Linked DNA regions of Drosophila melanogaster: region 2 is linked to region 1. A link is a contact called in public targeted proximity ligation data. All regions are on one chromosome and are shown on one strand. The core of a region is the stretch at or near the end of the contact, and the rest is flanking DNA. Distances in the headings are between cores, read along the strand shown.

What was found.
Region 2: a contact with region 1 is called in a targeted proximity ligation map of the Kc167 cell line, with 3 times the contacts expected there. A contact is called at or near these places in 20 of 107 Hi-C or Micro-C datasets (the Kc167 cell line, the ML-DmBG3-c2 cell line, the OSC cell line and 4 more) and 3 of 7 datasets of targeted methods (all in the Kc167 cell line).

What each region holds. Positions count from the first base shown.
Region 1 is chr3L:15,233,017-15,237,940 of dm6, forward strand. It overlaps Tollo (tollo), which reads left to right and starts at 2,603. Exons shown (of 1, transcript NM_080018.2): 1 at 2,603-4,924. The coding sequence starts at 3,105.
Region 2 is chr3L:15,697,161-15,702,084 of dm6, forward strand. It overlaps comm2, which reads right to left and starts at 2,690. Exons shown (of 2, transcript NM_140544.2): 1 at 2,042-2,690; 2 at 434-1,300. The coding sequence starts at 2,501. The coding sequence ends at 729.

The sequences.
Region 1 (4,924 bases), core at 1,353-3,852:
ACTTTCAACACAATTTGTAGGCTACCTGCAGTTTGCTCAGACGGAGGCTTGGGTGTGGGTTTTCCTGAGAATGGAGCACCGTAGCACTTGGAATGGGAGAGATTCATCTCAAACGGACCAGTACCAACCCATCTCATACCATCCCATAACATCCCATCCCAACTCATCCGATCCCATCCAGACCAAACAAGCTGCTTGGCTAACTGGCTGACTGATACGCATCGCTTGGGATGTGTTTGGTTAATCAGCACCTGTCGAGTCAACGGGCGTCGACAGGTACAACTACACTATATACAGTTGCGATCGAAATAATAGCGCTGCAAATCAAGGGTTTAGTCACATCTGGAGGGGTTTTATTTGTCAGTTTGAGTGGTTATTTTTAAGATAATAATATAGCATGGTCGGCGATCCCAGCCGTTAGCTTGCAGCTCACCCTTGAGTGACTCGAAATTAATTCGGCTTGAAATAAACCTAATTTTTGCGATTACGCTATCAACTTTTATTTAAGGCGAATTATGAACACAAATATCTTAAGTAAGCCTTAACTATATAATATTTTATGGATATTTTGTTAAATATTTTAAAATCTCTGATACCAAACTGATGTTTTTATATCTAAACGAAGTCTTATTAAACTAAACTTTAGCTTATAAAGTTACTGATCTAAGCTTTTTAAGAACTGTCTATTAACAATTATATTTTATATATTTCGCTTAGTCAGGATTTTACTTTCGAAAAGCTTAAATTAAATTAGAAGACTTTTCGGATCATTAAATTCTCAGCTTTTTTGAATAAGCTTCCGATTGATTATAAAACACTTGTTGCACTTATTTTTTCGAACCCAGCTGTTTGTGTGTTCTGTTTAATCCGGTAGCGATCTGTTTTGCTTGGCGCATTGTTTTGGGAAAGTTTGAAAGTGCGGTTACAGCATATGGGCAGCCAGATCATGCGAAAAAATATATCAGATTTGGACTCGTACTCATACTTGTATTCGGACCCCTTCGAACTTTAGGTCGGCTCCATCTGCGGCTCAGCCACCGCCACCTCATAATGAGTAAGCCCCCCGAGTTTGAGATCTCCCCGACAAATCTCGATTGCCCGGCCAGCCGGTCCGGTTCGGTATTGAAGAAAAATACCAACGGTCCGAGTTCGAGTCCCAGCCCCAATCCAATCCCACCAACTGCTGCGGCTGCTCTCATAAATCAAGAAAAATCAGTCAATTTTTTTGTGGGTTCGCGTGTGTGAGTGTGCGCCTATATCAAACTGACATTGGCTGAATTAACAATTGATTTCAATAATTTTTTATGATTATTCTCTGCTTTTTTTTCGTCTCGTTTTCGGTTTTTGTGGCTGTCTGCAAGGCAAGCAAAGAAAAGCCGAAGATCAGCCGCCACTTGCACTCGAATCCGTCGATTCAGCAAATCGGTTCTCTTTCGTTTCTCTCAACGGATATATCTCATCTGCTGAATATGGAAAAACACTCAATTGCGCTGAGTACTCAACGCTCAGCTGGGTTTTCGTGGAGTAGAACTCGTCTAACCGGTGTGACGAGTGTCAATGTCTCATTGGAATTGAAATTGTTTGCTCGGCTTTGACGCTCAGCGGAACCGACAGGCGGGAAACGGCGGGGAGGCACATAGTGCGCACAGTGGGCCCAAATCGGCAAGGTGCCAGCTGTGGGTGTGAACCTGCTGGGACGGGGAGTTATTGTCCAAAGATCAAGGTTGTTTTGGCGTGACAAATATTTGAGGTGTGGACTAATTTGATTTGTATTTAAAGCCACGACACCGGAAATCGTATAAGATAACTGCAGAGGTCCTTCCTTAGATTGTTTGTCCGTATCGAATTGGTATTTGAATTTATTTCCTATTTTCATACTATATACAATTTTAAACATTATTATATTATAATAATAATAATATTTAATTCTAATTTATAATTAAACATTATTCATGAGTCAAATGACCTTTATTCTCCAGAAGTATAAGTTGTGGATTCTTTTATTCCTATACTTTTGAATAACTGCTTTGAAATTTTCTTTGTGGATTACAGTGCCGCACTTGTTACATATTTCATATTATTTAATAGTTGTCCCATCCATCTACTTCTCTAGGGAACTTTTTTTATCAGATCGGGAGATCGCTATACAGATCTAGCATATCGATTTACCTATTCCTTCCGTCGGCATCCTTGACCCTAAAGTATTGCAGATTTGGAATATCCTTGGTCTTAAAATTACACATGTTTCTGTAGACTAATATCACCTGCCCATCTCCCGCGATCTCACTTCCTCACATCTTCCATCTTTGCTTTGCTTTGTTGCAAAACCCCATGCTAATTCTACCTGCCCACCGAGTGCAATTCGTTGCTATTCGGCCCACTGTGCACTGTGGGCCATTACGTGCAATGCGTTTGCGTTCGGATTGCATAGTTTTGTTTACTCGATCGCATCTCGCTCTAGTTCCTTGGTTCTGTGTGCGTGCTCAATGAGTGCTCACTTACTCATTTACTCAGGTACTCAGCTACTCACTCACATAGTCACTCAGGCGGATGAGTGATTTTCAGCGGCACTTGCTGCTGGCTGAAAACCGGAGAGAGCGATCAGTTTTTGAGTTGACTTCGAGCCGAGCGGACGCGCGTTTGTCGTTCAGCGGATGAAATAGAAAAAAGAAGAAGTATCGCTTCGAGAAAAATTGGAACACAATTTATCAATCGCGCTATCGCACCCCCCACTTGGATTACGGTCAACGCGAAACAACTGCAAAGCAATAAAATTAAGATATAGAAATCGAAAAACGAATGCAACCGAAATCAAAAGATATAAGAAGATAAAGAAAATTACATAGCCAGCGGGAAGAAACAAGAAAATCGTTTTAGATCAAGCATTAAATCGGTTGATGTGGTGTTGTTGTGAAAAGTGGCGATTGTGCAAAGCTGCGCTATAAAACCAAACAAAAAACAAAATAATTTAAAAAATCCCAAATAAGCACACACACAAAATGGGCGAAAAATAGAACGAGCAGTGAAAGACCAAAAGAAGCCCCTCATAACCTCCCCGATTAACCAAAATCGAAACCCCATTCGAAGTTTAGGAACCACCAAAAATGCTGGCCACCACCCACATGCTGTACGTGCTGATTGCCACCTGTGTAATACCCATTTTCGGGGCAGCCCTCAGCAAGACGGTGTTGTACCAGGCTCCCGATGAGTGCCGCTGGTCCGGCGGCGGGGAGCATGACATCACTCTGGTCTGTCACCTGAGGACCATCAACTCGGAGCTGGAGAACACCAACTTTAGCGTGATCCAGCCGCAGAACACGGTGCGCCTGCGTCTGGAGTGCAACGATGCCCTGTTCTTCCAGAGCAGTCTGAGTCCGGATAGCTTCAGATCGCTGGTGGAACTCAGGGATCTCACCATCGAGTACTGCAAGCTGGGCAATCTCACGGATGGATCTTTCCGTGGTCTGCAGGAGCTGCGAAACCTCACGATTCGCACGCACAATGGCGATTGGTCCACAATGTCGCTGGAGATGGCATCCAATAGCTTCGTGGAGTTCCGCCAGCTGGAGCGTTTGGATCTGAGTCTCAACAACATCTGGCTGATACCGGATGGCATGGTGTGCCCCCTGAAATCCCTGCAGCACCTGAATGCTTCGTACAACAAAATTCAGGACATCAGCAACTTTTACTTCAGTGCCTCGCTCAGTTCGCGGAAGGCACGAGTTTGCGGCTCCACACTGCAAAGTTTGGATCTGAGTGCCAACAAGATGGTCAGCTTGCCCACGGCAATGTTATCGGCTCTGGGCCGACTGACCCATCTGAATATGGCCAAGAACAGTATGAGTTTTCTGGCCGATCGCGCCTTCGAGGGTCTTCTTTCGCTGAGGGTTGTGGATCTTTCGGCGAACCGATTGACCTCTTTGCCGCCAGAGCTCTTCGCGGAGACCAAACAACTGCAGGAAATTTACTTGAGGAACAATTCCATCAATGTACTGGCCCCAGGAATCTTCGGAGAGTTGGCTGAACTTTTAGTTCTCGACTTGGCAAGCAACGAACTGAATTCCCAGTGGATCAATGCTGCCACATTTGTGGGTCTCAAGCGTCTCATGATGCTGGATTTATCGGCTAATAAGATCAGCCGCCTGGAGGCTCACATCTTTAGGCCCCTGGCCAGTTTACAGATCCTGAAACTGGAGGATAACTACATCGATCAGCTGCCGGGGGGAATCTTCGCGGATCTCACCAACCTGCACACACTGATCCTCTCGCGCAATCGCATCTCAGTCATCGAACAGCGCACTCTGCAGGGCTTGAAGAATCTACTTGTGCTCTCCTTGGACTTCAACAGGATATCCCGAATGGATCAGAGATCCCTGGTGAACTGCAGCCAGTTGCAGGATCTGCACTTGAACGACAACAAGCTGCAGGCGGTGCCCGAAGCTCTGGCCCATGTTCAACTACTCAAAACCCTCGATGTGGGCGAGAACATGATCAGTCAGATCGAGAACACTAGCATCACCCAGCTGGAGAGTCTGTATGGCCTCCGGATGACGGAGAACTCTCTCACCCACATCCGGCGAGGAGTTTTCGATCGCATGAGCTCCCTGCAGATCCTTAACCTGTCCCAGAACAAGCTAAAGTCCATCGAGGCTGGTTCACTGCAGAGGAATAGTCAGCTTCAGGCCATCAGACTGGATGGAAATCAGCTAAAATCCATTGCTGGCCTCTTCACGGAACTGCCCAACTTGGTGTGGCTGAATATCTCGGGTAATCGTCTCGAGAAATTCGATTACTCGCACATTCCCATCGGATTGCAGTGGCTGGATGTTCGGGCCAATAGGATCACTCAGTTGGGCAACTATTTCGAGATCGAAAGCGAACTGAGTCTGAGTACCTTTGATGCCAGCTATAATCTGCTGACGGA
Region 2 (4,924 bases), core at 1,440-3,939, 460 kb after region 1:
GCGAAATTACAATTGCACAAAAGCATTGAGCGCACTGCAAGCACCGGCAGTCGAATAAGCTATCACGTCCTTAGCTCAATGTCAAATCGAACTGTCTCTATCTGTCTATCTATCCATCTATCTATCTATCTACGACAACTATCTCAATCTGCCGGATTGTTGATGTTGTGCTCCGGCATCCGAAGCTGGAAGCTATTTACAAAGCTCAGTGGAAGTGGGGAGTGGCACCGCCTGGCGAAAGGATTTGTATGCCATCTGTTCCTGGCGTCAATCAAATCAGTTGCTGCAGCATCAATGAATCAATTTGAATGTCAACTGATTGATGGCGAAATAATAATCAAAGAAGCTGGCGGCAGATGAAGAGCTCCATTCGGTGCTTCTAGCTTTAAGAGAGAGCTTGTTATTCGAGTAATAATTAAACCAACGATAATTTAAATTGTTAGGTGTATAATTTATTAATAATTAGTTTGTGGCCTACTTAAGTCTAGTAACAATATGCATCTTTGCGTTTCCATAAGTACTGGATACGATATCATTAAGTACAATGTGGCGAAACTATTCAGCTAACACATTTAGTAGCGAGTAGTATGTTTAGTTACGTCTTTTTGATAATCACAGCGCTTAGTTTAATTACATATGGGTATGTCTTTCCAGCATGAACATGAAAATATCACAGAGCTCAGTTGCTTGGCTAGGTATTCGTATTCGTATTCTCGTCACTTTTACCTTTACCGCTTGATATCGTCTTTCGACTGGCTGTCTTTTGACTTCGATTTCTTTTTCTCGTCGACGGTTTTGTACGAGCTGCCGAATACCTCCGCATAACTGGGCACAATTGGCATCATCACAAAGTTTGGCTTAATCGACTCGCACGTGGGCGAAGCTGCCAATGTTGCAGATGTTGCTGTTGCTGCTGTTACTGCTGTTACTGTTGCTGCTGCATGTGTTGCTGCTGCTGCTGTTGTTGCTGGGAGCAGCGGCATTGTGGCATCACAAAACGAAGGTGTCTGCGGTGCCAGGTGATTCTCGGGTGCGGCTGGAGGTGCTGATGTTGCAACTCCTGGATGCTGCAGCTCCTGGCTGCTCCTCTCCTGCTTATTGAACACATTGAACACACTCGGATAGACAATCAGGCAGGATGACTGCGGGGATTTTTGTAGCAGCTCCAGAGCCGCCTCGTAGCTGGGCAATCCAGATACTAGGGTGTATTCCGGAACCGGATCCTCCACATCCGGATGCAGTTTCAACGCCTCTATATCTACAATGGTGCACTGCGTCGAGCCATTTGCATTGTTGCGATCTGCAAAACAAAGAACAATAATTGTTTATTAGTATTTGCCTTCGTTGGATTGGAGTTGACTGGGCGAGATTAATGAAGACCTCGACCCAGTTGCAATATTACAATTGCTTCTGCCCGCATTTGTTTTGCCCTATTTGCTGGCTTTCATTTCCATTAACTTTTTAAATATTTTCTCTTCGCTGCATTCTTTTTCATAATTGCCTTGGCACCGCTTTCGAATTAAACTCGAGGTAGACGAATTTCTCTGAAATTTTTTGCCGCACTTTTCTGCCATTTCGTTGGCGATGTGCTAATTTTTTTCCAAGGTTTCGTGACTTTTTAGGCCGCATCACGAACTACAGAAAATTGGTGTTTGTTCTTGAACCTGACGACAGTTAACGAAATACTTCGCTTTTACGACCTCAAAAAAAAAAAAAAATAGATTGACGTAACAAAGTGAATCATTAGAGATGTGGAAGCACTTAAGACGGAATAAAATACGAAAAGATTTCCACTTCTAATGGAGTATATTTCCCTGATGACGGTTGAAGTCAGGTCACCTAATTTCAGCAATAAAATCGTTTATAATGGCCTGGAATTTCGACTTGTTTATGTGGCTTGAATTGTGTGAGTGTTTTTTTTTTTTTTTTTTTGGCAGTACTGGCTAATCAAAACAGGCAGTCGATAAGATCTTAATCTCAATTAACAAATATATACGGATGCCATATGAACATTTTCCCATTTCTAATGCGGAATACTTACAATTGCGTTTCCAGGTGCGGAACTGATGGTACAGGAAGCAGGAGCAGATGCAGAAGACCATCGAGATGAGGATCAGGGTGAAGACGATGCCGATCCACACCTCGTTCATGAATTTATCGTACTCCAACTGCTGCTGCAGCTGATCCACACTGCTGCTGTCCAGAATCACCCGATTGGCCAGATCGAAATCCATGATCTCCTCGCTGGTGGAATTCCTCGGATGGCTGACTTCGTTGAGCTGATGCTGATGTTTCAGTTGGATGGAACTGAGGATCTGCTGGCCAATCTGTTTCAGGAAATCACTGCTGGAGATGGCATCCAATGTGGTGATGGTCGGGGTGGAGGCTTCAGGAGAACTTCTCCCGCTGTTCAGAATCTTCTGAGCTGCGGCACCGGCGTAATGATCGAAATGCAAATCGTGCGAGAGTTCGTAGTTTAATGCGCGCGGCAATTCCTCCATGGTTTACTTTTATATCGGTCGACTGGCGGGTGTAATCTCTATTTGTATCTATATCTCTGCTGTTGTATCCGTTGCGGCACACTTTCACTGCTGCGATATCGGTATCTGTATCTCGTGGATCGTTCTTAGTCTCCGGTTTCTTTAAACGAACGCACACGTCCGTCGACGTCTGAGTCTACAAACAAACTGATTTGAGCGGCCGATCGTCGAGCGGTCAAGCCGAGCAGCTCCACGAGTTTAACTCCATTCCACTCAAGAGAGAACCGAACCGAGCCGACTCGAGTCGATCCGATCCGATCCCATCCGGTCCGGAGTGTAAATCCAAATCTACCTGGCCAAGATCTCGATCACTCCTCTCTTCTTGCTCATTTGCCGCTCGGATACGCATCGCTGAGAACGTTCTCTCGCCGTGAAACGATCTTGTATCTTGTAATTCCCATTTCGATTCCGATTCCCGGAGCGCATCTTTTGTGCTCCCACAGAAACTGACAATGCCCAGGAATTATGGGACCATAATTGGCGTTACAAAGCGGCGCACATGTTGCTCAAGCAGAAGAGAGGGAAAAGGGAGAGGATTTGGGATGGGAATAGGGATTGGGAAGGAGAGAGGATAGAGGGACTACCCTGTGGCATCGATCTTCATTTCTCTGGCGGCTCCTTCGATTTCGGATCGTTCTGCAGCCGGGCAAATGACATATCTCCATTTCCTTGCAGTCGAAAAAAATAGGGAAAATTATTTTGTCAATAGGAAATTATAGAATGTATTGTATATTGAAAAAATTGAAATATTAATTATGTCGAAAAAGGAGCAAGGACTTACATGATAAGTGACTATACCCAAATGTATGACTTTAAAATTGATTTAAAAATTTGATATAAGCATCAAATACTAAAGGTGTTTAAATAATTATTCGTTTTTTTGTCGATCTTTCTTGTCATTATTCGAACTTTTATGGGTATCTTAGAAATTTCTTCCTCAAATTTCACGGCACATTTTTCCGCTAGGTGTACAGTTCAGTTCTTGTTCCGCTGCATTGTTCGCCGGGGAAAGAGAAATTATTGCTGTAGGATAATGTGTTTGTGGGACTGTTGTTGTTGCCCAAAGGGGCCCGAGACTTCTCTTCTTCTTCTTCAATTTTGTCTTATTTTTTCCTTTTGGCTCGGTGGAGTTTTAAATTACAGCTACGTGCAGATATCTTATTTCGGGCAGCAATTTTGTGGGCGACGCGATGATCACCTGGCTTTGGGTTGATCACTTTTTGGCGATAGCAGCAGGTAGGGTTAGGTCTTTGCTTTTGGATCTTGAGAATGGAACCGGGAACGGGGATTGGCACTGAGGATCGAGTAGATACAATAGTTGTCCATTTATGGGATTGATGTGTGTGTAATTGGAGGTTTTGTGGATGAGCAGGGAAAGCTGACGGGGGATTATCCTTGCAATCAAAGAGGCGCAGACTAGGGTATGACATAATCTTTGGAAAATGGTTTCGGGATTGCCTCTTAACGGTTGTCAATGCAAATACCAAGACATTAAAGGTAGCATATTTAAGTATTGAAATAATTATTTTACTTAAACTTCTATGAGCCTCTGGAACTAATTTCCCACCGAGTCGCAAAATTAGCTGTACTGGTTGGTGGTAAAACACATTTCTAAGCATTTTCTCCGGCCCCATAACAGCCCAATAAATCAACTATAACTCTATAGCCATCCCCTAATAATTAACTTTGAAGTGCCCCCTCCGAAATGCGTTGCCATTTCCCATTACGAGGCCCCCGTCGATAAAAATCACATAAATACAAGCACTCAAAACAGGCCGGATAAGATCAGCACCCGCTGGAAGATTGAGGAGAAATTGCTTTTCAACAAGACAGAGTCTAAGATGAATCTTGTTGCGATTCACAAAGGATTGCCTATGGTCTCCGGGCTCAATGCTTCCTGATGAGCTCATCGAAGAGCGGCCAGAAGTGAGCAGTTCTTATCACGATCGGCTAATCTCGTTGAGGAAATGAATCAGCAGAGAGGCTGGGGAGATTAGCAAAATGCCGGAGGTTGTCTGCGCAACGATGACGTCTTGAAGACAGAGGACAGACAATTATCCGGGCATTCTTCTCTGGTTAGTGCGGCTAACCCATATGGGCGAATACCAGTCCCAATACCATTCCGATTCCAATTCCCATTCCCTGCACTTAAAACCGCCCATCTAAGTACGCCAGGTATGCGGTTCTTTTGCAATCAACTGTCACGGACCGTGAGAAGAGACAATGGCAATTTAATTAAGGAGGCTAAGGCCCGCCTTGGGTTTTCTTGGGCCTTAACCTATTCTCAGGGTAGTTCGGTAGCTTCGGCATATATATATATGTATGTGCATAATGTATATCTGAGTTCCTCCGCATTGTGGTCTTGTCTTCGCGCCGCTTTCTTT